4 separate regions of the Mus musculus genome follow, and regions 1, 3 and 4 are each linked to region 2. Evidence: chromatin contacts called from public Hi-C and HiChIP or PLAC-seq data. All regions are on one chromosome and are shown on one strand. The core of a region is the stretch at or near the end of the contact, and the rest is flanking DNA. Distances in the headings are between cores, read along the strand shown. Region 1 has its middle 110 kb from the start of Gm39242. Region 2 overlaps Zfhx3 (zinc finger homeobox 3). Region 3 has its middle 25 kb from the start of Gm51549. Region 4 overlaps Pmfbp1 (polyamine modulated factor 1 binding protein 1).

Region 1 (5,641 bases), core at 2,129-4,628, 950 kb after region 2:
CCCTGCCTCCTGCTCCCCCAACCCCCAGTTGCAAGCTATAAAGCAGAAAATGTCACTTGGAGCTTCATCGAGGCCTGGCAATGGACAGATATTTATACTGAATAATGCTCACATCAGGAGTGAGTAAAACCAGGTTTAAAATTGAGGTTTTCACAAAATAATGAAGAGGAAATGTCACGCTGGCAGCAGTAACGGCATAAATTGTGCTTATTTATTCATTATCCCTTTTTCCTCCCCTTCCTCCGTGGAAACGTAATTTTTATTTTTCACGATCTACTTGCATGAAACAGAATGGGGCTTCTGCTCTAGCTGTTGCTCTTTTCCGAGCCTAAGACCAGAGACAAAGATGATCTTTAAAGATTTAAAAACACAGCAGTAATAAAGAATGCAGCCCCGAACGCCTTGCCTTCTAGATTTTAGTTCAAAGAGACAAGGTAAATATGATTCGCCCAAACAAAATTACCCGTAGCTTTAACTTTTACCTTATCTAATTGAACTACAGAGAAAATATCAGGGAAAAATGTCACCTGCCCAACAGTAAATACACTGCGGATAGCAAAGGAAGTGGAGGAAGAAGAGGAGGGGGAATGGGGACCATGAACGGGGCGGGGGGGGGGGGGGGGGTGTAACAAAACAACAACCATTTCTGCTAAAGGTTTCTATGGGCAGCTTTCTTGGGAAGATATTGGGGGCCACTCCCCACTCGTGACGGCTCGCAGAAAACAGGGTGGGGTCCACCTTGGTAGCCTAATCAGTCTGCAGGCAGCTTTCAGACTGAGAAAGAAAATCCACAAAGACCTACCCCTCTTCATCTCACATGCACCCTCCACCACGTCCACTCCCCAAAATAAAACTCGAGTGAACTCTGGCATCTGGCAGCAAGCCTGTAAACCCAGCGCAGAGATAAAGACCGACTGCTCATCACACACCTCCAGGCTCGGCCATCTAATAGGAACAAATTGGCAATGACTGCCCAGGCTAGTAACACAGGCCTACTGATTTGTAGATTGATACGGACGCCTAATGATCCCCTTGGGCAGATCAATAGTAACAATCCTCATGGCTGCCTTTCTTCTTTATTGGCATAGAGGACTAAGGCAGGGAGAAAGCAGGACGCTGTGGAGGCCACAGGCTACCTGGGGAATGAAAGGATAAGGATACCGGTGTGGAGGCAGAAGGACCAGGACTCCAGAACTTTGCCCTCACACTGCATGTATTTAGCAGGTGGCGGGTATAAGAAGGGGACCTGATACGCTTTGCTACTAATAGTGTCTGTGTGTGGCATTCACTGGGATCTGGTCTATAATAAACACAACCAGGTAAGAGAAGAGAGATGTCAGAAGCCCAGCTCGCCGCCGACAAAACGATGGACTTGGGAGACAGGAAACGCAGATCTGATCACAGCACCCGAGAGAAGGGAAACCCCGGGGATGCCTGCAACTTAAGAAACCTGAGGTTGGGCTGCACGGCAAGCAGCTATCATCAACAAGCCCCAGTCATGGCGGGCTTTACTTTAAACACGACAGAAAGGAGGCAAACGCATCCTCCGCTGTGTTGTCTGAACATGTTTAAGACACCCATCTGCCTCCCGCGGGCCCGGGGGTCAGGTGGCTCTCACATCCATGTTGTTCCCGGCACCCTCTGCCCTTCTTAGCATAACTTCTGAGAAGGGTCTCCATGAACTTGACCCTGCTGCTTCGCGCTGACGATTCTCCTTCTTTCTGCCTGCCAACTCCGCCCCCATCCCAGCGTCCGGGCTTGTTTTCCATCTGTGTATTATTCTTTGTGAATAAAATTATCCAATTAGGAAATCCATTTAAAGCCCTTAACAATAACAAGGGAGGGGGGAAAAACAACTAATGGAGTTGCTTTGGATTTTCTTTTTCAATAAATTAATGTTAGTGACGTCTGTGAATTCCTAAGTGCCCCTTCATACCATCCGGGCTATTGCAACAAGGACAATTAGTTCCAAGTTGCTATACCGATTTTCTATACCTTAGGAAATCCCAAGGAGCAGGATACTAGAAGGAGTCAAAGAAAACTTGCTGGCTCACAGGATGAATTTGACCAAAAATAAAGCTCCAACTCTAAAAAAAAAAAAAAAATCTTTGGAGTTTATATGTATATTCTTCTTCATTTCCTTTTTAATTATACACACATTTTTAAGGGGAGAGGAGAGAGCCTCCCCCTTCCTCCCATTTGCAACTGCTGTATGCACATTTTCAGGTGTTGCGTATAAAACAGGCTAAAGGAGGACGGTAAATGTCCCGATTTCTGCTGCTTCTCACACTGGGTTGGCTGGGGATTTGCTTTGTTCGCAATCAGCCTAGTTTGGTTTTGTTATTAAAGAGAGATAACGCTGTACGCCTGAGATGAAATTGCATTTTCCTTACTGTCAATGGTGAAAACCTTGGCCACCCTACCGATATAGTGAAAGATTCTCTCTCTCTCTCTCTCTCTCTCTCTCTCTCTCTCTCTCTCTCTCCTGCCTCTGTCTCTGTCTTTCTCTTCTCATAATAAAAATGTTTTAAATCTCCTTTCCCCTCCTGTTTTTTCTTTTCTCTCTCTTTCTTTCTTTCTTTCTTTCTTTCTTTCTTTCTTTCTTTCTTTCTTTCTTTTTTTTTTCTTTTCTGCTTACTCAAAACCAGAACTGAAGCCCCATGAAAAGGCCTTGTAATCCAGCCTTCTGTGTGATATCACAAATTAGTCATCTTCTCTTTCCTGGAGGTTGCACCGTCCTCTTTTTTTTTTTTTTTTTTTTAAATAAAAGCGGAGGCTAGAGTGGTGTTAGATTTTGACAGTGAAGGGTTTGCACTGATGGACCAAATAATCATGTGCACTGGGCGGGGGGGGGGGGGGGGCTGGGGGTGCAGATCTGGCACTGACCACTTAAAATTCAAATTTCACACTAACGATAAGTGTAATCATCTCAATCAGCACCATCACCATCATCATCATCACAATAAAAAGATGCATTCCGCGAGCCGGTGACATCAATCAACCACGGTGCAGATCAGAAGCAGTTCTCCCCTCTTGCTGGCTCACCCTGGCTGTCTGACACTAGCTTCCCCCTCCCCACCTCGCTGTCCTCCCCACCACCACCCCCACCTCACCCCCAGCTTGGGAGAAGTGATCACATTTAATTCATTACATCATTATGTCATCTCCATACTAATCTGTGCCCTCATACCTCCGCCACTTTGACATGCAAATGAGCTAGGGAAAAAAGCCACACATTAATATAAAAAAGTCACAGCAATCTTGTCATGATTTCCTCCCTCCCAGCCCCACAACACACTCCCTCCAATCTCCACCTCCCCCCCCCCCCACCCCATCTCTCTTTCCAGCACGCTGTGCTCGCGATCAGAGGAAACAACAGCAATCTGTTGAAGATCAGACGCTGAGACAGGGAGGTGGGGGGGAAGATACAACACATACACGTGTCGGCAACGCGGCCAGGAGTCCTATTTACATATTCACATGAGTTCCATTCTCAGACTGCTTAAGCGGGGAAGAAGTTAGGTGGCTCCCCCCACCCCAGCCACCCTCCCAGATCCAAAGAGAGACAAGCTACTGAGAGAAGAACACACGAATACATAGGGAAAGGGGAGGGGGGGCGCTTAGGAAGAGGGAGGGAGAAGGCAGAGAGGGAGACACACCAGCAAGAGACAGAGAGAGGGAAGAAAAGAAAAAAGAAAAGAAAGACTTTCACATCTACCTTACCTCAGCTAGCCTGCTTTCTGTAGCTCGCAAAGGGGGTTCCCTGTGGCTCCTTTACAATTTTTGAGACCCATCCTTCAGGCTCTCTCTCTCTCTCTCTCTCTCTCTCTCTCTCTCTCTCTCTCTCTCTCTCTCTCTCTCTCTCTTCCTCCTCCTCCTCCTCTCTCTGTGTTGTGACTGGGTTTAAAAAAATAAAAAATAAAAAAGACAACTCCATGTTAGGCTCCAGTCAAGGAGGCATCTTGAAGTCCAGGGCTACTGGGGGGCGGGAAGAGAGGAGGAGGGTCATAGCTTAATGCCTTACAAAGGAGAACCTGGGCTCTGTGCTTTAAAACATCTCTCTCGCATACGGTGACTGACAAAGGCAAAAACATATAGGGACTCCATGTGTACTTGGAGACATCTGTACATTTCCCACTAGTCTCCCGGATGCCAGGAATATTCAGATTGGGAGACAAACACATGCAAGACAATTAGGAGTCCCTTCAGGAAACCCCATGGCAGATCCACTTGGCTTGCTGATTGCAGAGGGAGCCAGGCAGCCAGGGGCTTTATTTGCTGAATCACATTTGTGGTAATACCTGGGTAATAATAACAGACAGGCTGGAGATGGGGGCTTCAGCCGCCGCCGTGATTTTCCCAGCTTTGATCAGTTTTCAGCGGTACATTTCTGGTAATGAAAACGTGTGAACATGTCCGCAGATTTTTTTCCCAAGTTCTCTCTCTCTCTCTCTCTCTCTCTCTCTCTCTCTCTCTCTCTCTCTCTCTCTCAATAACTAAAAAGAAATGAGAGAAGTGGGGGGGGGTTGAGGAGAGAGGGGGAAAGGAGAGGGGGGAGAGAGAGATTGCAATTTAATATATATCTACGCACTAATAATAAAAGCCCTTTCTCTATATATTCTTTATGAAGAGCAAGATTGGTATGATCTGAAAACAGAGGACCAAGGCAGACGCATCTGATTTTCTAGTGGCCCACTGTATAGCATTACCCTAATTGACTTTATTAGCTCTGGTGAGATGCTACCGTCCCTCCAAAGAACCTGCCTTGGAGGACAGCGACACACAGCACTGAGGAACGGAAGCTGATTCCAGGAAATTAAGTACTGCTCTATTCAAGTGAAAGGAATAAAAAATTTTCAAAACATTTGAATGGTGGGGGAGTTGAGTCCTATCTCTCAACCAGTTCATTTCAACCGGGGTGGGGGGGGCGGGGGGCAGGGAGACATCAGCTGTCCGAGGAACCTTTAACAGGATTGTGATTCTGAAAACTGGCTTGGGGGTGGTGGTGGGAGGGGGTGTTTGAAAACTGGTTTGCTGCATCAGTCAAAAACTTAAACGCCATAGACAGTGTTAAGCTGGAGCAGGGAAGCAGGGGGCAAATACTACCTTGGTGAATGTGTAAGTCCTGTGCAAATGTACATTCACCAACTAATGTGAGCATTATAAAAATGGGATAATTCTAGAGTAATGTCAATATAGGGATATATGTGTGTGTGTGTATATATGCATATACATATACACACACATATATGTATGTGTGTGTGTATATATATATATATAAAGAGAGAGAGAGAGAGAGGTCAGACACAAGGACCCAAAGGCAAGTCATTATATAAATGACCACACATGTCACATACAGGAGATTAGCTTTATATATCTACAACTGACAGGATGGAAGGAAGAGGAAGGGAACAAGAAGGAAGTATGTATGTGTATATATATGTGCATGCATGAATGCATGTGTATGTATGTATATGTATGTATTTTTGTGTATGTACATTAAAAAGATGTTATCTTTTATAGTAATAAAGAATTTGGGAGTGAGTAGTTGGGCGTAGGTGACAAAAATGTTAAATACGAATTGTTTCTTTATCTGAAACAGAGCTCTTGGTAGACACACATGAGAAAGGAATTAATGTCT
Region 2 (6,209 bases), core at 3,425-5,924:
GACAGGGAGTCTCTAGCCGGCGACTCAGTGTTTTCAGAGAAAAGACAAACAGGAATCAGAACCAAGCTCACCAGAGACAAACCTAAAAGCCTGCACTCAGAAACAGGGCTGGCCCCCAACACCCCAGATATTTGAGTTTCTAGGCAAATGAAATAGTGCCTCACTCTCTGCCCCGCTGGAAAATGACATCCCAGATATCATTTAAGCCGGAAACTTACCAGGCTTTAAAGCCAGGACAAAGGACAATGCTTGCACCCCCCTCCCCTTTTTATGTCTCCATGATCTTTTCGGGAAGGGTGGATCCCAGAAGCACTCTAGGTCCGGGGTAAGTCCAAGGCTTCGGGTGGCAGGGTTGCTGCCACAGGCCCGAGTCCCAGCCGCGGAGAGCCCGGCAAAGTCAAGTAATTGTTTTTCCCCTTCCGCTAATAAGCTTTTCAGTAGGGGAAGAATTCAGCTTCCTGTAGTCAACAGACCCTTTTTTTCCCTGCCTCTCCTCACTCCAAATAATCTAAAGTGACTGCAATTCCAGCCCTGCCTCTCCAGCATTCAGCTCCACCAGCTGGGGTCACAGGGTGTCAAGTGAGGGCTCTCCTTTTCTCTTCTGCTCTGCCTGTACGCCGCCCGTGCTTCTTTGTAACTGAGGCAACCTTCCTCTCTGGCCCAGCCATTATGTGGGCAGCACATGGGCTGTGCATTCCAGGAAATGTCTCTTACGACCCAGACAGCACCGGAGGGGGGATCTCTTCACTGGGAACTAAACAACTGATTCGGAACGGCCAACCTGGGATACCGGAGGCTGGTGACCCGCATTGCCCATCTTAGGAAATCCACGGTCGCGAGATGGTCAGGCGTGTTAACGTGGGCGGCTGCTCGTGGGACTCTTTGGTTCAGCTTTCTGAAAATGATTCTCATCCCTAGATTCTCTTGTGTGTCTGTCTTTGTGGCTCATGGCGGTGTGGAGGGTACATCTTCATGTGTACATGTGGAAGCCAAAGACACTGTCTAGCGTCTTCGATAGCTTTTCTGCCTTTTTCAAGACACGGCCTCTCTCTGAAATTGGAGCTCACCTTCAGTCCTAGAAATCTTCCACCTCCTGCCTCTGCCTCCCTAGCACCAGGAATGTGGGTACATACCTCAGCACCTTGCTTTCACCCCGTTTTTTACACGGGTGCTGGGAACCAGGCTTGGGTTTGCATGGCAAGCACTTTGCCCACTGAGCCATCTCTCTAGCCCTCTGTTCCTAAATTCTTTGTCTTAAGGTCTTGCTAAGTGCTCCCGTGGTCAGTACTTCCAGGCCTAGTTCTTTGTTGAATCGTCTGCAAGTGGATGAATAACTGGGAAAGCAACCCTGCTCACACCTTGCCTCATTTCAAAACACAACTTCTACTGAGGAAGGCAGCAATGAGGTGTGTCCCTTCAGTGTCTTCAAAGAGGGAGACCTGAAGAGCACAGAGCTGAAGGCCAGCAAGCACACAGAGAGATGGAGCAAATGACAGACAACACAGGTGTGGGGAACCCTGAGGGAGGCCATGTTAGGTGCCTGCCCTGCAGGTGCACAGAAAGACGGCAGTGTGCAAACACACACGAGACTTCCTCCTGGAACTAAGGCATCAAGTGGGAGACAGAGGCAGGACCACAGCCCCCTGCATCCTTCTTCCGACCACCATACCCAATGGATATGCAGGCTGGAAGGGGGCGGGGGTGGGGGAGGCTGTCTCTTTGTATCCACACAAACACCTGCATCCCCACCCCAACACTGTGCAGACCCAATGCAGTGTGTCCTTACTCCTGGCCGCAGACAGGCCTGTGATGGGAATTTATTTCCCTCAATTAGGAGCTCTTGTCCTCGGTCTCAGTTCATCAGCATGGTGCAGCCAAGTCAATGAATGGTTCCACAATGAGGTAATCACATGCACAGGGACGGCTGCCGGGCTGGCAGGGGCTGTAGCCACGCCCAGCCACGCCCAGCCCAGCCACGCCCAGCCCAGCCACATGGGCTCTTCACCTGGTCCCTGCAGGTCACCGCTCACCCCGCCTGTCCACGGAGCCTTTTCTTTGACCTGGTCACAGAAGCTTTAATTGCAGAGTGAGGATACAGGCAGCTGGGCACATGGGGGCTAACCCAGCGACGGTGATGCGCTCGCTTGCTCCCTGTCCTTTATCACTACCATGAGAACCAGCCCCACGCCCAGCTAGGTGACATACACTTGTGCCTGATGGGGGACACGGTAGCCACACAGCATCCACTTGGCTGAAGTAATGCAATCCACCGTTCCGTTCCACAGACGAGGAAACTGAGACTGAGAGAGGCTCAGGGACGGGTGAAGGGCACAGGCTGGGGGCCGACAGGGCTAATGCCAAGGCACATGTTTCTAATGGTTGGTTATGTTTTACAACTACCACTGTGGCTTACAGGGGAGCACACTCCCCTGCCATCTATTGTCAGCCCACTGGCTGTTCACCTGTGACACCTACCCTAGGCACGAAGGCCAGCCAGAGCAGTGACTGAAGGCAAGGGTCACACAGGTTCTGGAGGCCAAGGCCTGACAGGTTTTGTTGGCCACTGCAGGGCCAGAGTCTTTGAACACACGGCCACCGACTTCTCTTCCTCCTTTTCCTCCTCCTCTTCCTCCTTCTCATTACATCTTCCTGTGAGCACACACTACCTTGGGCCCAACTACCATGGCATCTGGCCTTGGTTGCAGTCCTCTTCACATGGAGGCCCCCAAAAAGTTTCCCCACAGAAAGGCTACCATATGCTGATAAATACACGTGAGTCTGATAAAGCCGGCTCCAGGGTGAAGAGATGCACATGGGAAGGGGACTACCACCCACCCGCTGCCTAGGCTTGGTGTCGTACTGAGACATGTCTCGATGCCTGGTAAGCCAGCAGTGGTCACCAGGCGCCAAAAACATGCACGGGGCAGCTGAGAGGATAACACGAGGAATGAGAGTAGGATTCAAGATGGCGGCAGGGGAATCCAGGATTGTAATGGCACAAAGATACATACATCAGCCACCATGGCAGATCCTTTTGTGCATCCCTTTTCTAAAAGCTGTATTGCCTGTGATGTAACAGGAGCCTCTACAGAGGCCCTGAATTAGCCCTTATGGAACTCGGAGGGGGACAATCAACAGAAACTCAGAGTTGGGTGGGGAACTGTGTTTTCTTACACTGGCTGTTGTGGATGTAAGTCTGCTCAGCTCCCTGCACAGAAGAGAGGCCTCTCCTAGTGAACTCACACTCCCCTCTGTGGTTGGCTCCATAGGCCTCCCTCTTCCCTGTCTCAGGGATATGGCTGGACAGCCAGGTTTGGTAGAAAAGCACAGAGCTGTGTGTGGCTCTCACCAGGGCTGGCCAACTTGCTGTTCCGCTCGCCAAGAGAGGAGAGGGACTGGAGACAGGCCAGGCAGGGGGGAGGAGGCAGTGGGAGTCAGGTAAAAAGTGCCTACCTTTGGGAGCCCCTTCCAGGCCTGCCAGGGATGTAGCAAAGGCAGAAAGACTAGGCTGAGAGCCAGAGCAGGGTCAGGAAGGTATGCCCCCCCCCAAGGTGGGGGGCAAATGATAGAGCCTGGGGGGTAGAGGCCAGAAAGTGGAAACTCAATGAATAGGAAGCAAAGACTGGGCCAACTCTGTCCAAGGAAAAGCTAGTGTGGGTTTTCCTCATTGAGCAAAAGCCAGAAGAGGCAGCTCGCCAAAGCCAGGCTCCACCCCACCCCACCCCCCATTTCATTTCACCAAAACTGTGTTTGGGGAAGGGGCCAGGACAATCACTGGAGCCTTAGCTTGGCTCGTTCCTTTTACAGTGCATTTCCCAGAATAAACCACCCCAAGGCTTCATCTATCTCCAAAAAAGGAAACTGCTAAAAACCCTTCTTTCTGTCCAGCCCCTGAATCACACAGACAGAGAGCCGCCCCCACCTCTGGGTTTGGGGATGGGGAGCAGAGGAGGTCGAGGGGCGACTGCTTAGGTCTGACCCTAATTGCTCTTGTGGATGCTGTGCAGTGTGGGGGGCTGATCCCCACACTGAGCAGTTAGGGACTTCCCAAAGCATTAACCTTTCTTGGAGTGTACTGTACTGGGAGGTGCTCCCTCCGCCGCCTATTCAGGGGCCCTATTGATTCACTGCACACTCGGTGCCTTCAAAGTTGTTTATGATCAATATGCAAATTGCTCATGGCATTGATCTAGTATTAATTTTCAATTAGGGAATCCACAAGGGGTCTCTGAGGGTCAATACCTAACAATGCAAAGCGAACTCCGCTGCAGAGAACCACCCGGGCCTGATGTTGCTAAAAGCTTCCCTAAGCCACCTCCTTCTATGGCCAGGCCCTCTGGGCTGCTCCTGTGCATGGCTCATTTGGTTCCCTGTGAAGTCAGGACCCCTTCATTCGGCAATCTCGCAGGCTGGATCCGTGGCTGCTGCCCTGTGCCACCACCACCCCCAGGCAGTGCCCAAGGAACCCTTCCTGGCCTTCCAGTGTGCTCCCCTGACATCCAGCCTCTTGAGTTGGTGCCCCCGGGCATGCCTCCTCAGCTCCCCGGCTCCCCATGCCACACCCTGCCCAGACCACTCTCTCCCCCGGCTCCCCAACCACACATACCTTCTTCCTCCCTCTCTCCCTCTCCCTTGTTTCTGCTTAGTCACGGAACGTCACCTTGGCATGCTGCCACGGCTGGAGCTGGCGAGCTGCATGGTCCCCAGAAATCTCAGGCAGTCAGGCAGAGCCGCCAGGCTGCCAGGTTATACTTGGCAATCACCCCACTGATGTCATTTCAGAAAACCAGGGGAAGGGAAAGGGCCCCGGCTTCAAATCATCTGTTTCTCTTTTCTTTTAGCAAAAAAGAAAAAAAAATTCTTCCTAGTGAAACGTGGGGGTTGGGGGGCTTAATTACTTTACCAACCTTGCTCATGGTTCCCAGAAGAGGCCATGGCCCGCCCTCCAGGAGCGCAGGGGAATGCCTGTGAGCTTCAGATGGGGTGTCCTCAGGGAGAACATGCCCAGCTGGGACCAGAGTGACCTGGGGACTCAGTCATTCCATTACACCCCTAACAGCCCTTTGGAGACCTGTAGGAAGGCTGTTCAGCGGAAGGGTAGGAAGAGAAACGCATCTATCCAGCTGCGCCTCCAGGTGTGGGGCTCTGCTGCACTCCAGTGTTGGGGCTCAGCAAGCTGGCAGCCTTTTCTCTCTGCCAGGATCAGAGATGTTTCCTTTCTCCACCTAGAACACTCTGCAGAGGGCTAGGATCTCTTCCGTGGAGCTTCCTGAAGACCCAAACCATGCCACATGGGTAGTTAGTTATCTGCCCGCTTTCTGTGATGCCATGCATTGGGCTAATCTCTGCGCGTTAGCTAGCTAGGCTAATTGGTTTATGGATAACATTAATTACCATGTTGCTCATTAATGGATGAAATCTTTATTGGTGCCATTGATCAGGAGACTTGTTAGCTGGCCTCCTAACCAATGGTGGATGTAACAAGCTCTCTTATTGGCATATCAATTAATTCAATCAATTCCTGGCCAGCGGCTGCCATTCGGTTTCCGAGTTGCTCAGGGACAGGAGACAGAGCCATGTCCAGCATGCCTGGACTTGAGCTGTCTACCAAAGCCCAGCTGGTCTGGGTGCTATTCAGGGTTCATCTAACAGAAAACAAATGTCCTTTTCTTTCCCCTGCTCTTGCATTTGAAAACCATCCTTCTATATTTTAGGGATGACAGAATGGTTTTGTTGTGTGTGTGTGTGGGGGGGGGGGGCGGCTATGAGCTGGAGGGAGATAGTGGAGGGACTGGGGCAGGAAACAGAAGGACTGGAAAAGTCAGATGTGTCTGCAGAAGGGGCCAACACAACAGTCTGATCCCCAGGCTGGAACCTGGCCATGCTCGCACGCAACCATGGGACCAGCATGAAAACACCTACTCCAGCCATCAGCTCTTGGGACAATCTAGGGCACTGTCTCAAGCCACTGGCCTCTTCGGAGCAGTCACACCAGCTGTTCTGTGCACCGTGGACACGCGCACTAATACCCAGCAATTACAGGCATGAGTTGAAAATAGTATCACACACATCTTTCAATCTGAGCTCCTGCATACAAAAAGACTACCACATCAGCAACAACCACTGCCCATTGGCATCACATGATCAGCTAACCTACATGCAGAAGCGGAACTCTGCTGTTTCAAAATATATACAATAGACCAGTTCAA
Region 3 (5,707 bases), core at 815-3,314, 530 kb after region 2:
GGTACATTTTGCATAAAGGGTCGGGGTTCGGTTTTGATGGTATTTTCAAATGGGAAACAGGTCTGTCTTCCCCTGGGCTCGGTTGTCCATTTCCTAACAGACTAAAAACACCAGCATTGAAGGCACATACATGGCCAGAAACTCGGTTGGCAAAACATATAAAATCTTTTGTATATATAAAGAAAAAAAACAACAACTATTTTTCCCCCAGTGGATACTCTCCCACATTCTCCCCGTTTCCTGCAGTAATGATGGTGATGTTTGGCTCCAGATCCATGGATGTGGTATAAAAAGCCACCTCCAGACTCCAGATCCAAAAATCTCATGGAAGATTAACATGGACGTCAAACTGACGGTACCAATTTAAGGGATTTAAACATTCAGCATTAGAGTAAACAAAATCCAGTGGCAAAGGTTTTTGGACAGCTTCAGCGATGTGCCACAATGCAAGCCAGATGTTGGGAACGCAAACCTCATAGCTGTGTGCTTTCCATTGCGCCCACCACAAGGGAGACGGTAGCAGAGGCTGACTAGCTAAAGATGGGAGAACTAATAATTATTGATTGACTTTTATGGGGCAGATACAGTGCCAAGGACCTTTACAACCCATCTCACTTAAATGTACACTGATGCTACTGTTATTTATAGGTAAGGACAGAAGAGCTCAGACCTCAGCAGTGTGCCCATGTAGCACTGCTGGTAAGTGGCTAAATCAGCCTTCACTTCAATGGGTGTGGCCTTAAAAAAATAATGTTGCTCTTTCTAAAAGTTAACTTGGACTTTTAGTCCCCACGCTCCGAATTTCCAGTGTGTCACTATGCCCACTTGTGTATAATGTCAGCTTTTGATGCCATGGTGGTGGCTCATGTTTCTGTGTCCACAGAATTAAAAGGGGGTTACTCGAGGTGCTCACCAATGCACATGATGTCCTGAGTCTCCCCCATCTGTCAGCATCCACACTCACTGTTTGGCTTTGCCATTCACACATATGAAGAAGGTATTAGCCCTCTCTGAACACACTGAGACTCTACACCTATTCTTGACAGCTGCCAGCTGAATGAATAAGTGGATGGGTCAGTGAGAAAGAATAACAGAACCCTACTAGAAGTAACCAACATTTCTTTCTTATATTTTAAGTAAGATTCCATAAGGTTGATAGAGATACCATGAATGTTACATCTTTCCATGAACAATTCACTAAAACAAGACTCCTAAAATGGAAAAAAGAGCCCTGTCAGTCAGTGCTTACAAGCAAGCACGGGAACCCGAGTTCAAGTCTAACTTACCCAGAGCAAACAAACAAACAAACAAACAAACAAAACAAAAAAGAAGTAGAGATGGGTGGATCCCTGTGGCTCAGTAGCCAGGCATCTAACAGAATTGGCATGTCCCATGTCCTAGTGAGCAACTGTCTCACAAAACACGGTGGACAGAAAGATCCTGAGGAATGAGTCTTGAGGCTGACCTCTGGCCTTCCCATGTATAAGCATGCATGTACCTGGGCTTCTGCACATATATGAACACATCCACACATAACACACAGACACTCTCACACACACACCTTCATTTTACATAACATTGAATAGGCTTATTCCAGGGGTTCTCAGCCAGGCATTTTTGGCCTTTCTGCCCTGGGAACAACTGACAACTTCTAGAGATCTGTGGCTTGTCAGCAATAGAAAGAAAGTACTACTGGCCTCTGATAGGTAGATCTCAGGGATGTAGGTAAATATTTTATGATGTATGAGACCTCCTGCCTCCAACAAAGAATGAATGCAGTCTCATGGTTAAAGCAGCCTGTTTTGCTTAATTTAGTGGTATATACTCATAGCAATCAAACCATAGCTTATTTGTTTCTTTCAGCATTCATTCAGATGTTTGCCTCCCCCAGGCTGCTATGCATCACCTCAATTTGTCTGAATTAGCCCAAGAAGGCTAGAAACTTCTGAAAATATGTTTCTGGAAGGGCCAGGGAACCTTGGTCACTCTCACAGTGGTATTTTTGCCTGCTCATTCCTGACTATCCCTTTGACTGTCTATGTTACGTAATAACTCGAGCACATGAATTATTTACCCAGACGTAGTGCCAGCAACTGCTATCTTTGTGTTTCTCCCTCTGCCAGCTAATCTGGCTCATTACATTGGAATTTTGGTCATGCCCCTCCTCCTGCTTCCGCACTAAATTATCTCCCTAACGTAGTATAAACAGAACAAGCCTGTGAGTGATATGCTTAACTGTTAATTTACCTAATTAAACTAATTCAATTAAATCATTTACATCTTTTTGGTAACTCGCCAGTTGATACCACGGCAGAAGTGGGATGTTTTAGAAGATGATTGTTCAGCAAATGAATGGAAAAAAATTATAATGGAACGCACAAAATGAGACAAGCATCCGAATCTCTTGGCTTGAAAATTAAATGCTATAGAAAAAAAAATGCTGCTTTTATGGGGCACTGTGATTAGCTATTTTTCTTAAATCAATTTTCTCTAGAATTGGTATTTTAACATAGTGATGGTAATTTATTGTGTAAGAGATATTTTTAAACACTATTTATATGTTCGTGTATTTGGTATGTTTAAGTAATGTGTGCTCGTTCTTATGTTTGGGTACGATTAGTGAAGGCTTTTCGTGGTGTTAGCAAGACAGGGATGGAGCCATTTCCTTTGAATGAATGTGCAGAATAATTTTCCTAAATTACACAAATATCTTCAGGATACATACATATTTCATTTACAGCCACCATTTCAATGTCCCTGTCATTGTGATAAATGCAGAAAGGTAAAAGTGAAACGTTTTATGCCAATAAAAATCAACAGAAAATAAAATCAAGACACTCTAGGCAGGAGAGACCAAATAATCATCTTTGCAGGTGTGTGTGCATGTGTGCGCGCACGTGTGCACGCGCCTGGTCATCCCTTGGTAGACATGGAATTCATACGTGGTGGAGAACAGTTCCAGATGCTCTAAACTTGATAACCAAGAACATGGCTCCATCTCTCCAGTGCTTCCCTTAGTAACTGGGCAGGACTTAGTTTTCCCAAGGGGAGTGTCTATCTGTCTCTCCTTTCTCTGAAACTTAACCTAGTTTTTTTTTTTTTTTAATCCCAAATGACTACCACCTGAAATTTCAGAGAACATTAGAAAAGTCCCCAACTTAAACCATGCCAGTTTTTCCCTAACTAGAGCACCCTCTCAGAGTCCCCCGTGAAGCTCACAAGACCTCACAGAGACCGATCATAACACCTGCTGCCTTCTAGGCATTTCTTCATCAAAACCAAGTAGACAATAGTTTATCATGGGCTACTCCAGTATCTATAAACTGCCTATAGATCCATGGGTTGGGTCTCATGAGCCTCACCCAACCCCTAGCTACTTTTAATTTTTTTTTTTAATCTAGTCTAAGACAGGCTCTTGTTAAGCTGCCTAAGCTGCTCTTGAACTTGTAATTCTAAACCATCTTCTGCTGTATTCATCGTAAGTGTCCTGTGCTTCCAGACTCTGCTCGGCTCTTAGAGGATACTAGTGATACTGTGCTCGAATCCACCTTAGTGACCTAGTTTTTAAATACTTATTTACTTTGTGTGTCTGTGTGCACTTCAAGATGCACATGTGAAGGTCAGAGGACAATATGTTAAGAGTCCGTTCTCCCCTTCCAGCATGTGGATCCTGGGGTCAGTCTCAGGTTGTAAAGTACCCACTGAGCTGTCTTGCTGGCCCTTCTGGGCCCTTTAATGTGATTATCTCATTAAAGACTTCCTCCTCAAATATACCCACATTCTGAGAAACAGGAGGTTAGAACTTCTATAGAGAAATCTGGGGAATACATATGATTTAGTCCCTAATTCTTTGTTCATCAAGAGCTGTAAGGGAAAAAAAAACAATTTGGAATTCCTACAGTTTTGAAATAGTATTGGAATATTATTGAAATAGCATTTAAATACCAAATGTGAGGTAGGCACAGTTATTGGTAGAAGGCTAGTTCTTCCTTGGTGTTCAAACCATGGCTATGGTTGACAGTGCTAATCTCCCTAGCCTACAGACTTTCCATCGTCTTTTTTTTTCTTCCACTTTTCCCTGCCTCCATCCTCTCTTTCACAGTGCTTTGCTGGATGCTGTCTTAGACACTTAGCAGTGATTGGCTTCGGTCCAGTCTTCTGGTTCTAAGGAAAGAAGGGCTTCTAGGTAAAAAGCTTTTCATCAACAAACAGAAATAATAATGTCCCCAGAAATGGGTCACCTCTTTTGAAGCTCCTGGTCAGTGGAGTCCCACAGACATCCCAATATTATGGGCTATGGCCAATGTTCTTAGTCACCTTCCAGAACTTGATGCTAAGATTCTATTGATGAAGATACCTCCATTATTGAGTCTCAGAATCAAGATGGTGCTCGCCTGGAAGTCTTCTCTCTATGGGATAGCTTTCACAGTTCTGGAAGGCACTGTGCATGCTATTCAACTGTGAACCATTTGAGCTACAATAGTACATAGTCTAAGATATGCCCACTGGCAGGATAGTGGCATGAGTGTTATGTGAATAACCAACCACTTTCTGATCAGCTTAAAGCCCCATTCCAAAGACAGAATTCATGCCTAGCTTGCCTATTAGTATCGACTGGTCAAGAACCCATAGCTGCATAGGCAATAGACCCTAGGGGAAAAACTACCACCATTAATCTGCTAAATGGCGATGCTACTAAACCACCTTTTAAGTATTTATCTTCATACCCATAGATTAGTATATCTTTCAATTCTCCTCAGAGAAGCCCCCACTCCCACCCCAAGAGATGGTGGTTAAAACAGAGACTCACAACTGATCAGTATGCAGAGGATAAGAATACATAGTGCATAATCCTAAATGGGACATCGCTGCCACAACTCTGAGGATCCCAAGGCTCAGGGATCATCATGGGAGAGATGGCAGAGAGGTTTTAAGCACTAGAAGCAGAGAATTACTACAGTGAAACAGTGTTTTCTGGACACAGTCTTGAAGCTGTACACATGCACTCACTATGTCTATCACTGCATAGACAAGACCTGTACATGATCAAGTCAGATGAAGTCCCTGCCTGGACATGGGAGGGAGTTATGAAGTCCCACCCTAGCTGAGTAACTATTGGCAATTGATGGCTACTAGGAAAAGAGTCAGTTTTCTTTGGGGATGTGGTCCTTGAGAGTCTACCCTTGCTTCAGAAGATAGTCCTGTGCTCACATTCATGATTGCCCTAGGTGGACTCAGAGAGTTTTAAAAAGAGTGCATGAACCTGGGAGAGAACAGTGGTGGGGAGAGATGGGGGGGGGGAGTTACAGGGGGAAGAAATGGACGGAGGGTGGAGTTGATCCAAACATGTCATATATATGTACAAGATTCTTGAACAATCAAAAGGAATCTGAAATGGGGGTTGTTTTCTTTTCTCATTACATCTCTGGGCAATAGCAAGTTACAGTGTGATGTCTGGAATTCACCCACACTGTAATCTGAAGGGACCTGAGAAGAAAGCAAGCCACCACACCAAGAACAGTTATTTAGGAGAGATGAAAAAGCCCATGTCCTCGATGATATTAATGAGCCATTGAGCTCACACATCTGAGAGCCCAGCCTAGGGCTAACCATAGGAAGAGGTGATGACACAAAGCATTCCTTACTGTTTAAGCCAGTCCGGGATAGAGTTTACCAGTCTCACCACAAAAGCATCCCAACCAACACA
Region 4 (5,918 bases), core at 1,120-3,619, 640 kb before region 2:
CTGAACCTTCACCACCCCCAAGATTCCACTTTTAGACACTCATTTCTTCACCTCTGTCCTCAACCTCCCTTACACAGCCATGCCTCACTCCCAATAGACAAACCTTTGACCAGGAGGTGAAGCAGGGTCACAGGGAGAGTAGGACCCTAAGTAAAGGTGCCTCAGTTTCCCGAGGACAAGGTCAAGCAGAGGAACCTTCAACCTGGACTTCCTGCCTTGAAAGCAGTGAGCCATGGCTTCCTTTCGCCTTCGTTCATGGACATCTCTTCCAGCCACTTAGTCCATACACATAGTCCTGTCTGCCACTACTCATTCTTTTCTTAATGCCCTCAGCCTCTGAAACTCACAGGAGTTGAGTGGAAGAAGGAGGTGTGTGATCTCTTACTGTATTGCCATTGAGGGGGAAGGTATTAAGGTCCCTTGTCAGTATAGTCAAGTGACATGTTAGTGTTGCAAAGGAACTGTTTCGGGTCTCAGGGTCTGCCTGGATCTTAGTTTTGTTTTGTTTTTCCTGGGGGGCTGGTCCCCATACAGAATGTCAATCAACCAGGGGTGGTCCCAAGAGGCAACTGTCCAGGGAGGAAGACTTACTCCTTTTCGCCAGTCAACTTGGCAATGTATTTAACCTGCTCTCTCAGCTTGTTTCCCAACTTCTCATTGGCAATCCTGTAACAAAACACACAGGGGAGGGATGACTCTTCCCTAGAGCTGCGAGAAGCTGGCTGATGGGCACTGGGTCTTCCCAGGAGGGTTTCTGCTGGCTCCTTGCCCCCCTCCTGCCCCCCATCAATCACCTCTTCCCTAGAGGGAGAGCCTTGTCAGTCACAAAGGGACTCACATTCTACTAATGCCTTGGTCTACAAGGGATTGGATTCCAAGTGAGGTTGGATCCCAACTTAGGAAGAGGAAGCGTGGACCTCATGGAAACGGGCTCTGTGCTTCTGATGCTACTCTGTTGCTATGCTACAGGCTTTGCAAGGTTGGATCCCAACTTAGGAAGAAGAAGCTTGGACCTCCTGGAAACGGGCCTTCCCGTCGGATGCTACTCTGTTGCTATATAGCAGGGTTTGCAAGATGGCCTGAAAGGGCCAGACCCCTCTTGTCTGATTCTCAGTTCTTGTGAGTGAGTTCTCCGGCAAGCATGTGTGACTGACTTGTCACTGTGGTTCTCAGTTCTTCCTGGCCGTGGGACCTACCCTACCTCTGTCTCAAATACTCACTTCTGCTCCTTTGCCCATTGTTCCACGTTGTTCATAATCTGGTCATTCTCCCGGTGGTGCCTGCAGGTTTCTTTGGGGGTTAGCTTTGCAGGCGGGGAGTACGGCTTTACACACAGGAAGGAAAAACAAGACGATAAGGGATGAGAACACCGACTGCTACCTCCCCCTCCCCCAAATACTGGATTCTTCTTTCTGAGAAAAGAAAAAAAAAATCAGCTCTGCTGCCCAACCTGAGGCTAGAGCTGCCACATGAGGAACCTGCGTAACTCACAGTGGTGACACCTCGGAGGAGGCACGGTTCGTGGCTGATATGTACACTGATAGTAATGATTCTCAGGCTAATGGCAGTGGAGTGACTTGTTCTAAAACAGCAGTGTTTTAGAACAAGTATAAACACAGCCAACGGAAGAAGACAACCAGGAAGAAGAGGTGCTTCTTTTTCATTTGAGCAAGGGCCCTGTGGTCTGCCGTGGATGTCCCTGCTCTGGTTGCTGGATGTGTGGCTTGTCTAGAAAGCTTCTTATCTGCTTGGATGGCAAAAACTAGCAGGACATGCTCAGAGGGCAGCAAACCAGGGTAGGGGTGGGAGGGGGGCATCTTTGTGAGTGGAAACTGATGTCCCAGTCTTTTGCTGGGACCAGGCTTCTCTTGGTTAGAAATGACCCAGAACTATCCAGACTCGGCTCCCTGCTGAATAATGCATGTGTGTGTGTGTGTGTGTGTGTGTGTGTGTGTGTGTATGTGTGTGTGTGTGTGTGTAAGTGTGTGTTCCTTCCATCCCCCCAAATTGCCCAGTCAGGAGGGGTGGAGAGGAAGTGACAGAATCCAAACTGTGCCCACCTCCTTCTCATCTGCAAGGAGGCTCTCTCTTAGGGTCGCCATTTCCTCCTGGAATTCTCGGAGCTGCGACTCCTTAGCTGCCAACATCTTAAGGTCACTCTGGTGCTGCCTCTGCCACTGCAACACCTGGTTGCTCATCTCCTCCAGCTTCTTGTCAAAGTTGTGCACCTACTCAGGAGTGCAAAGTGAGGGGATTGGGGAGGGGTAGTAGGGAAGACGGGACCAGGCAAGGAGGAGTAGACTGGCTTGGGGGGAGTACAGGGGTGTGTGCCTTTAATTTCCAGTGACCAGCAGAGGGCGCCCCTGCTCTGATCTTCCTTCCTTGCCTGCCTGTCAGTCCACAAGCAGAGAAGGTGGAGTGAACCCAGCAGCCAAAGGGTACTGGCTGAGTGCTAAATAATTCTGCCTGCAAAAGGTGACCTTGTGGACCTCTAATAGGAAGGGAGCCCGAGTGAGCGTCCCCTCCCCCACCCCCAAACTCTCACCTCTTGCTCGCTCTGCTGTTGGAAGCCCTGCAGTTTTTTTAACTCCATATTGAGCTTTTTCATCCTTTCCTCATAAGCCGCGATTTCATCTTCCAGTTGAGCTTTCCTCTCCTGGGTCTGTTGCAAGGAGCGATTCAGGCTCTTTGTCTCTGAGGTTGCCTGAGTGAGCTTTCAGCAGAAAACACAGAGTGGATTAGAGTGGCCTCCAGGGCCCTTGGTCTTCTCGGCTGAGTCTTTAGTACAGAAGGTCCCAGGCCCTCTCTGTGGTGGTGCCCATGGTCAGGCTGCAGGTGGTCCAGAGGGAAGGGGAGGGAGAGCAGGTGGCTTTCACCTCTCTTCCCAGTCTTTCATCCTTCCTCATTCCATTTCCAGTTTTTTGTTTTTTGTTTTTTTTTTTCCCCACCGATCTGTAGACATGACCACCAGAGACGGGGCATGGATTCCCCTGATAATCCAGACTTTGGGAAAAACCCTGTCTGTGAATCACCAGTGAGCGGGAAGACTGGTTCGATATTATCATCTCTGCCACCCTACAACGAAGCCGAGGACACCAACATATAAAACTAAGAGAACGCAGGCCTTCGTTGGACAGACCGCCCTGTCCGGGCAAGGGTTAAAAAGCACTGAAGAGTGTCAGTCATACAAGAAATTGACTCCTGTCCACTCGTAGCCCCCCCCCCCCGAGTTTCTTTGACTACTTCTTTGGCAGAGAGTGGGCGTGGCCTCACCTTGCGTGGCCTCACCTTCTCCAGGGCCTGTGTCAGGTCGTCCTGGCAGTTGCCCGACTTCCGCACAAGTTCCTCATAAGCTTCTTTACTAACCATGTTCTGGAAACAGTTCTTCTCTTTCTGGATAGCCGAATCCAGCTGTGTCTGCAGAATCATGATGGAATCCTTCTGGCGGGCTATCTTTAGGGAACAAGAACATCACTATCAAGGCTGTTCCTGGCATGCACAGATGCGCGACTGTAGGAGGCAGACAGGAATTGGGCGCTCTGTCATAGCTGCTGATGTGCACGCGCACATCTCCGCCTCCCTGATAGGAAGAGCAGAGCCCCTTCTGAGCTGCTTGGTATCTCTCCAGCTTCGTTTCTCTTTATGGCTACCATATCGCCAATATAAAAAAAAAAGCTCCGGAACCTGCTAAGTAGATAAGATATGTTTCATAGATGCAAAGATGTCTGTCTGGGCTGGGGAGATTGCGCTGGGGAGATAGCTCGGTCCATACAGTGCTTTCAAGGACTTGCGTTAGACTCATAGAACCTGTTTTAAAAAGATGGATCTTGGGGCTGGAGAGATGGCCCAGTGAGGACCCAAGTTCAATTCCTGGTTCTTACATAGTGGCTTACAACCATCTGTAACTCCAGTCCTGGGGGATCTGATGCCCTCTACTGGCTTCCGTAGGCATTGCATGCATGTGGTTCACAGGGATACATGTAGCCAAATCATATATACATTTACATAAAAAAATTTTTAAAAAGATGCTGGGTATGGCAGTATGCTCTTATAATCCCAGTTCTGGGGACATTAAATAAGTAACCCTCTGGGATTCACAGGCCAAGCAGACTAGCCTGTTTGGTGATTTCTAGGTCACTGAAAGACCCTGTCTCAGAAAAAAAAAAAGTCAGATGACAGACGAGGAATTATCTGAAGTTGTCCTCTGGTCTCCACATGCACCACACATATATGTTCACGAATACCCATGAGCACCTGCACACACGCAGATCTAGAACCCAACACCAGCTCACAGATATGATTCAGCATTCTGCCTACCCAGCCCTGTATGTATTTTGGTCACCTCTGCCTCCTTGTTGGACCTCAGAGCCCAACACAAAATAGGCACGAAATAGTCGTAAAATAAAACGTAAGTTTTCAGGTGTTTAGTTAGAGATTCAAATATTGTATGGTGCAAGGGGTGGGGGTCTTACTGGACACAACTTTGGCAGTTTTTTTTTTTTTTTTTTAGAACAATTCTGTGGGCTGGCGAGATGGCTCAGCAGGTAAGAGCACTGACTGCTCTTCTGAAGGTCCTGAGTTCAAATCCCAGCAACCACATGGTGGCTTACAACCATCCGTAATGAGATCAGATGCCTTCTTATGGTAAGTCTGAAGACAACTACAGTGTACCTACATATAGTAAATAAATAAATCTTAGAGAGAGAGAGAGAGAACAAGAGAGAGAGAGAACAGGAGCCAAACTAGAAACACAAAGAGGAGTCACAACTATGATTACCTTTGCTATAGTACTGAGTTAAGGAGAAAGATGGTATTACCTTGACCATAAGAAGTAGGCACTTGACAGAATTCAACACCTATACTGACAAACCTCTAACGGAGGAACCGAAGGAAGCCGATAAAGGCAGCACTAAGCCCATCGGGCACATGGTACTGAAGCCGATGCATGGCCTTAAGAGCAAAGGACAAGATGCCTACTAGCGCTGCAGCCCGTCATCAAACCAAAGATACCGCCCAATGTGATAAGGCAAGACAAATAAAACAAAGATAAATATTACAAAGAAATATTTAGAGAACCGTGTTGTTTACAAATGGTCTAATTATCTTACTAAAAACAACCCATGAGCTGGAGGTGTGGCGTGTGCCTTTAATCCCAGCATGTAGGAAATAGAGGTGGGAGGGCCATGAGTTTGAGGCCAGCCTGGGCTAGTGAGACCCTGCCTCAAGATAAATGAGTTCATGGGCCTAGTGTACAAAAGGCTTGGGGCTTCATCTCTAGCAGCGGAGATGCACGTACACAAGGGCACACCTCGTGAGAATAAACAAAGCCGATGTATAAGCAAGCTAACTAAGATGTTCGTAGAATTAATATATACAAATGAATGAGGCTTTATATTACTATTAAAGATCATAAAATATAGTGGGGACGCAAGACAGTCAATAAATTCAAAAGTTCTTAATACATAGTTCCTTGTTTTCAAATAGCAAAAATTCCAAAAATAGAATATAGAATATATGAAAGAAAGCAAACTTAAGCCATTTCTGATAGCTACCATCAATTCAGTGGATCGATCACATCTATGGGAAATGCTTTTGTCAAAAGTTGAACATAAAAAAAAAGTTGAAAATGAGCTGGAGAGATGGCTCAGCAGTTAAGAGCACTGACTGCTCTTCCAGAGGTCCTGAGTTCAATTCCCAGCAACCACATAGTGGCTCACAACCATCTGTAATGGGATGTCATGCCTTCTTCTGGTGTGTCTGAAGACAGCTATAGTGTACTCATATACATAAAACAAATCTTTGAAAACAAAGAAGGCTCTACCTTGACTCTCAATGATGGCACCCTCTTAAAAAAAAGTTGAAAATGTTTACCACCTCCCAAAAAAACCCCAACCAGATCCCCTTTACTTTTGGAGCGG

Evidence for each region. A called contact is a pair of places that touch in the nucleus more often than the background predicts. HiChIP or PLAC-seq counts read pairs in DNA pulled down with a chosen protein or histone mark.
Region 1: an H3K4me3 HiChIP or PLAC-seq map of embryonic basal ganglia shows a contact between it and region 2, with 7 times the contacts expected there. The contact joins two enhancer-like sites. A contact is called at or near these places in 6 of 484 Hi-C or Micro-C datasets (the N1E-115 cell line, cortical neurons, embryonic fibroblasts and 2 more), 8 of 115 datasets of contacts at active chromatin or transcription factors (astrocytes, craniofacial prominence, embryonic basal ganglia and 5 more) and 1 of 9 other capture datasets (embryonic stem cells).
Region 3: an H3K4me3 HiChIP or PLAC-seq map of embryonic basal ganglia shows a contact between it and region 2, with 4 times the contacts expected there. The contact joins two enhancer-like sites. A contact is called at or near these places in 1 of 484 Hi-C or Micro-C datasets (myocytes) and 2 of 115 datasets of contacts at active chromatin or transcription factors (embryonic basal ganglia and embryonic stem cells).
Region 4: a contact with region 2 is called in a Hi-C map of cerebral cortex, with 6 times the contacts expected there. The contact joins two enhancer-like sites. A contact is called at or near these places in 1 of 15 datasets of contacts at CTCF or cohesin (large pre-B cells), 5 of 484 Hi-C or Micro-C datasets (the Ba/F3 cell line, cerebral cortex and cortical neurons), 1 of 115 datasets of contacts at active chromatin or transcription factors (astrocytes) and 1 of 9 other capture datasets (embryonic stem cells).

What each region holds. Positions count from the first base shown.
Region 1 is chr8:107,940,783-107,946,423 of GRCm38.p6, reverse strand. No RefSeq gene overlaps it. Among named protein-coding and RNA genes, the nearest start is that of Gm39242, 110 kb to the right of the region's middle. Within about 2 kb of position 3,378, at least 25 of the 459 cell types and tissues checked have an H3K27ac peak or open chromatin away from gene starts, as enhancers often do. A contact at or near this core is called in the N1E-115 cell line and embryonic basal ganglia, where this site is marked.
Region 2 is chr8:108,895,111-108,901,319 of GRCm38.p6, reverse strand. The region is part of intron 4 of Zfhx3 (zinc finger homeobox 3); the gene reads right to left. Among named protein-coding and RNA genes, the nearest start is that of Mir3108, 39 kb to the left of the region's middle. Within about 2 kb of position 4,674, at least 138 of the 459 cell types and tissues checked have an H3K27ac peak or open chromatin away from gene starts, as enhancers often do. A contact at or near this core is called in the Ba/F3 cell line, the N1E-115 cell line, cerebral cortex and 1 more, where this site is marked.
Region 3 is chr8:108,365,673-108,371,379 of GRCm38.p6, reverse strand. It overlaps a transcript of Zfhx3 not described here. Among named protein-coding and RNA genes, the nearest start is that of Gm51549, 25 kb to the left of the region's middle. Within about 2 kb of position 2,064, at least 35 of the 459 cell types and tissues checked have an H3K27ac peak or open chromatin away from gene starts, as enhancers often do. A contact at or near this core is called in embryonic basal ganglia, where this site is marked.
Region 4 is chr8:109,533,347-109,539,264 of GRCm38.p6, reverse strand. Pmfbp1 (polyamine modulated factor 1 binding protein 1) reads right to left here. Exons shown (of 21, transcript NM_019938.3): 15 at 3,289-3,453; 16 at 2,546-2,713; 17 at 2,061-2,228; 18 at 1,221-1,324; 19 at 592-666. Among named protein-coding and RNA genes, the nearest start is that of Dhx38, 30 kb to the left of the region's middle. Within about 2 kb of position 2,369, at least 24 of the 459 cell types and tissues checked have an H3K27ac peak or open chromatin away from gene starts, as enhancers often do. A contact at or near this core is called in the Ba/F3 cell line and cerebral cortex, where this site is marked.